2 separate regions of the Dromaius novaehollandiae genome follow, and region 2 is linked to region 1. A link is a contact called in public Hi-C data. All regions are on one chromosome and are shown on one strand. The core of a region is the stretch at or near the end of the contact, and the rest is flanking DNA. Distances in the headings are between cores, read along the strand shown.

Region 1 (2,999 bases), core at 330-2,829:
TGGTACAGATACAGCCAAAAATATCGCTTGAAAGGGTCCAGAACTGCACTGATCATTATAAAAACAACAGTTCTCTTAAATCTTTGATTTTTACATTTTCTTTTTTTTTTATCATACTGACAGTTTGATATTAATGGTGGCTTATGACAAGTTGTAACTGTAAATGCCATCAGCTTGCAAAACACGAATTTCATAGCAGCAAGCCGGATTTTTAAAATTAGCCAGTCATCGTTCAACAAAGAAGTATCTTTCAGATAGCAGCCTGAATCTCAAGACTGCCCTTCTTTTGGCTTCGCCTTTTTCCTGTAGTAAAAAAGCTACCTGTGCCCACTAAATTCTTCTTCTGCAGTTAAATCTGTTTCTGCAATGGGAATGAAAAGAGACAACTGAGCAGAAATTGAGCATGTACAGACAATACAAGTGCAATTATAAAATTTCCATGGGTTATCTTGATAATGGCTGTCAAAGCATGGTTAAAAGACTGGCTTTGCAGGCTTGGATTAGAGCTGCAGAATTGCCATAGAGCTTTCCTGAATGCAGGCCTGTGCTGCAGTCTTAGGCACTCACCGGAGCGAGTGGTTCTTTAAGGTGCTGAAATCTTTGACAACTTGGCATAACAACCCCTCGTGGCCCCTGGCTGTGTCAGTTGCCTTCTCAGATAAGTCTGCAAGGTGCAGCTGCCATTGGGACAAATGTCCTGGGAGCCTTTGGGGAAGAAAATAACTTCCTGGCTGTTCAATGGTAGGGACTGGCTTGGAAATGGGATGTAGGAAGCCCCACAGCTACCATGATCCATGGAGATTCTCTGTGGTGCACCTGTGACTAGCAGCAGGGCCAGTTTCACTGTACTTCAGCTATTTGGTGGCTGTGTACTGTGAAACAGGAAGGATTCATGTCTTTCAGCAGCTGATTTTATGTGGCATACCCTGTGTTTTGATGGTTTCGAAAGGTTTTACTATAGTACTGTAGTTCTGTGAGGAGACAAGAAGACCTGCAGGCTTTCTATCTCCCTTAAGTATGAAGGTGTTTCCAAAGTTCTTTTTAATAATTGTGAGTCAGATATTCAGTTGTCTGGCCAACTTTTCTGTTCAGCTGCATAGGACTGTTCATGATGGCATATCTGATCAGATTTTTCTGTAATTTTCAGATGGTAGCACATCCGTGGCACATGACTATTTCCATTTGTAGTCAGCATCAGCTTAGAGGTATCTGAAGACAGATACATTCATACGCATGGGACAGATGTACAGATATATAACAGAAACTGCAACAGATTCCAGAAATAGAGCTGCGTTATACAAGGCAGAGGGAACTGCAGCTCAGTCCTCATCAGCAATTGCTTGTGTTCTGAAAAAATAGCTGCTTTAGATTGCTAAGGTAGTAGCAAAATCTGATAATTCCTCATATACAGGGAATGTTTTGCTTTTTTCTAAGGTGGACTTCTCCTGACTGATCTAGTGGGCAGACACTTGGCCATGTCTCCACTTGCAACTGCAGCAAGTATTTCATAGTGCATATTTTTTACTGCCTTGAGCTTTCAGAGGTAACAAACAGCACTGCAGCTGTACTGCTCAGGCAGCCTTTCTATGAGAATTCTTACCTATACACAGCTGCAGTTTGTTGTAAGGTCTCTTACTACAGTTTATGCCTTCTCATAAATCTAATACTTTCTGCATTCTTTTGAATAAAGATATATCAGCGTACAAAAATGATTGCAAAATTGCCCTGAGCAAAAAGTGACACAGGAATGAAAAGGAGAAATGGGATACACAGATGAGTTTTGTCAGATGTTTCTCAGTATAAAAATATAAAATATTGTTTTTCCATCAAGTAATTAGCAAAATTTTTCTTAAGGCAGCTGACTTTGAGGATGGGAGTTATGAAAAACAATGCCTCCTCACTGGCTAGAAGGATATAAGACTATGGGGTGATATAATTAATAGCTGTGTTTAAATATGAAGGTATTTACAGAATCACTGTTCATCCTGTAATCAGGTTCATTCATCTAAGGCCCTGTCCAAAGGGTCTGAAAAGCAACCAGAATCTTTCTGTTGATGGATAGCATGTTCACTTGTATTCCAGTTAGGCCCTGACACAAACTACTACATCTGTACGGTATGCACTTTTTACATAAATGCCTTTTGTGGGAAGAGAACCCAACAAAAATTGAAAGTCAATGATTTGTAGGGAACTTTGAAGCTATTTTTTTTAAAAAAAGTAAAGAAAGATGATCTCATGGAAGCAAAGTATTCACTGGTAATTTTAAAGACTATCATCACAAGGACTTTTTTTTTTTTTGAATAGAAGAATGTAGATGAAAAATATGCACTGAACACTAGTTCTTTTTGGAATCAGGAATCTGAGCTAACCTGTCTAATTTCACATCTGGCTCAGGATCATCCAGGTGTTTATTTTTTGAAAGAAAATGCTAGTGTCAGATAACTTACCTAGCATTTTTTGTGTGTGGATTTTAACTGCTAAGCACTGTGGGTTGGCATCCTTTTTCCATTTTACAGATGATACACCAATATGCAGAGACATAACGTCAGTTACATGTGGTCCTTCGGGGGAACAGTGGCAGAATCAGAAACAGAACTGCTATATTGGATCTGGGGCTCTTTTGAGTCTCTAGAACATAAATAATCCTTCTGCCATGACTAAATATGACTATATTTATTAATTAAATGCATGCAGATTTAACTTACAAACAAATCTGAAGCCATTCTTAAGTGACGATACTCAGATACTCATTTCTAAAATCATTTCACATAATCTGGAGTAGACCTGTGTCAGCTAAGTAGTTTCTATTACTAATTTCCCTATTTAGGTTTCTTTCTGGTGAAGAAAAGGAACTGCTAATATAGCCAGCATTTCTAACGCTTCATTTTGTTCCACTGAGCACCTTTCAATATAATTTTAATAATATTATAACTTTTTAAATAATGAGACTGTGGCAAATCATCAACACTCTCAGGAGTCCCATGTGTTTGGCAATAATC
Region 2 (2,999 bases), core at 209-2,708, 110 kb before region 1:
ACTTGTTTGGTTGCCAGAGGAGCTTGCATATGTTACTTATAATACAAAGTGTTCACAAGGACAGATTTTTTTCCTAATTGTTAATAGGGCTAGCATTATCTGAAATTAGATAATCTCTCCCCTCAAATATTCCTAGAACAATTGAAGATGACACACCATTTGAAACTGTGAAACCGTGAGTAGTTGGGCTGTTCTGCTGATCAAGTGCAGATGTCTGCTGCTGAGCTAGTCGTCTAAATTATGACAACACTGCTAAATGAAAGGGGACCAGGGATTTATACCTGGCTCTGATACCAAGTAGCATAGATTGGCCTGTGCCCATACTGATAATGGTTATCTGCCTTTGTTGCAATTTTGTGTTAGAGAGAAAAAATATGAACAGTCTAAATCAGAGGCAGGGTATGAGCTAACTATGAAGAAGCATACGTCATCAAGGGTTCAGTGTTCAAGCTGGCTCCATAGTTTATATTGCAGTATAGACATACTTGCAGGTTCTATATGAAGGCTACACAAAAATAGGCAATTCTAGGATATGACACATCTATCCTACAGAAGGCCCCAAATAGGTCAAATGGATTTTACCCTAGAAATGCCTGTTTGTCTTGCTGTCTGCAAAAGGAGTCTTTCTGAGTCACTCCAATGTGGATATCTCCATTATAGACTCAGTGAATCTTAGCTTTTATATCTACATTAGGAAAAGAAGGAAAGTTTTGAAATAGATATCCTAGAGCCAAAAGAAAGAGTAAAGAGTGCTCTCAGTTTTGTATATTAGGGCAATGAGATGTCTCATTGAAAAAAGCAGGATGTGAACTTTCTTTTATAATTTTATTGCTTCTTCTCTATCAAAACTGTAATTGCCTGAATATATTTAGCAAGATTGAGCAGAATTTTATTATTACTTTTGGTGTATCTCCATCTTTGCTATAGTTAGGATAATATTTATATACTTATATATTTATATAAAGCAAAATTTGAGGTAAAGGGCTTTGAGGAATTTATATTTTTGAAATGCAAAGCCATGATTATGGTTTTGCTATTTTGAATTGCTTATCTCATTGTTACAAAATCTTGGTGGACTTCATCAAACACTTTGGGGAAATAACTAATGGTAAAATGTCTGTCAGTAGAAAACATAATAGGTTACTTTCAGTTTCTATTGTATCATTTTTTTTAACCTCTCTGGAGGTGAGTAGAATTTTTCCCAAGGCCATTATGTTCTGCCTGTTAAATGCCTATGCTTCAGAGTAGTCAAGGAGTTTATGACTCTCAGGGGAAATTAGATTTGAACCAGTTGTAGCCATTACTGAAGAAATGTTCTTGTACACAACTGTATGCATGCACATATTTAACTGGCAGGCATGCTTAAATTCTGTTTAAAATGTAAAACTAAGTCTGTGGTTAAGGCCCCAGGTCAGCAAGGCATTTAAGCATCTGTGTTACATTAAGACTCTTTAAAGTGCTTAAATTCCTTGCAGAATAGGTTCTCAAGTGATTTCCTGAATAGGGAGGGATATTAGCATATGTTTATGTGATTTCTTGAGTTCAGCTTGGAGAACAGTTACAGAGGCAATAGAAATTGTTTCTTCCTCATGGTAATAGCCAGTCAGTATCTGACAATTGACATTATAAAGTTGCTGTATAGCTTTGTGTTTTGTCTGTCTCCTAGTTCCCACTGAAATAAGAAAATAAGAGAGTCTTGCGTTATTATGTAGTGACGGACTAAAGGTTTCAGGTCAGTATACTGCTTATGACAGTGACTAGTAACAGATGCTTAAGGAAAGGGAATAAGAAATGCAGCAATGATAAAAAGATACTTCCTGTTAGATTCTGATATGCAGTGCTCTGAGGATCTTATATGTCAAGTTCTGATGTGTGTGTTTTTTTTTTTTTTTCCCCAGGATTAAGTGGCTTCAGCAAGGAAGCAGAGGGCTCTTTGGAAATGTGTTTGAAGATGATGTCTATATTCTTGTTGATACATCTCAGTCTATGAAGGACAAGTTGTCTTTGGTGAAGGAGAAAATATTTCAGCTCATACAGGTTTGATGATGATTCTGAAGACTGAGGAGCATTTTAGAATAGGCTAACCTTTTTTTGGATGATTGTTACTGTAATTTTTAAAATGTTTTTAAAAATAATTTACCAAAAATATGAGCTTTATAAAAATATTTTCATTTTTATGGAGTGCTCATTTTTCAGTTAAAAATTTATATTTTTGTGTTCTCCACATTTTGTTTTATTCTCTTTTCCTCTCCCTTCATACAAATATTTGAAAAAATTATGCAGAAAATACTAAAAATTAAAATGGCTTAACTATCTCCTCTGTACCAGCTACCTCCCTCAAAAAAAAAAAAAAAAAAAACAGAAAAAAAGAAGAAACCCAGTGCGATGCAATGAAACAGCTTTTGGCATTTTCATTTTTATTTTTAAGCAATGTCATCTAATTCCACAGACATGTTGTGATTTGTAATGAGTGTTCTAGATTCAGCTGCATACTTTAACAATAGAGGGTGTAGAGCATTTTGAGCTTGCTTGCCTCTTACAAAGTGACTCAGAACTTTGCGAAGTGACTTGCAGAGTGCAGAAGTGACTCAGAAGCAGCAAGTACTGGGAGACGCACCTAAGATGGGATTTGTTTCTCCTAATTTCAGACATCTATAATGATGTCACCTAAGGTTATCTTAATAGTTGAGAGAAACAGGCACTGTTAGAACATCATTTGTCTTGTCTATTTTAGACCTGAAATGAGCAACTGACAAATAAATATTCCATCAGTCTGACATTGATAGCAATCATTAGTTGGGCTAAAAAATTTAAAACTATAACAGAGGTTTTTGAACTGTGTAACTGATAGGAAACAGTAAGATGTGGTTGTCTAGGTGGATCAGCATTAGAAGAAGATTAAATACTGTGCTAGAAGGTTTCACAGGCAGCTGCACAGAAATGGTGATAACAGTGAATCAGAGATTCTAGGCTCTGAAAGTTTATACTAGCTTGCACAA

The links. Hi-C and Micro-C count contacts between places; a contact is called where the count stands out from the background.
Region 2: a Hi-C map of brain shows a contact between it and region 1, with 4 times the contacts expected there. The contact joins two enhancer-like sites. A contact is called at or near these places in 2 of 4 Hi-C or Micro-C datasets (brain and ovary).

Annotation. Positions count from the first base shown.
Region 1 is chr1:147,743,426-147,746,424 of bDroNov1.hap1, reverse strand. All of the region lies in intron 7 of CNGA3 (cyclic nucleotide gated channel subunit alpha 3), which reads left to right. Among named protein-coding and RNA genes, the nearest start is that of CNGA3, 34 kb to the left of the region's middle. Within about 2 kb of position 1,579, at least 1 of the 2 cell types and tissues checked has open chromatin away from gene starts, as enhancers often do.
Region 2 is chr1:147,849,325-147,852,323 of bDroNov1.hap1, reverse strand. VWA3B (von Willebrand factor A domain containing 3B) reads left to right here. Exons shown (of 29, transcript XM_064502004.1): 12 at 1,899-2,037. Among named protein-coding and RNA genes, the nearest start is that of VWA3B, 58 kb to the left of the region's middle. Within about 2 kb of position 1,458, at least 2 of the 2 cell types and tissues checked have open chromatin away from gene starts, as enhancers often do.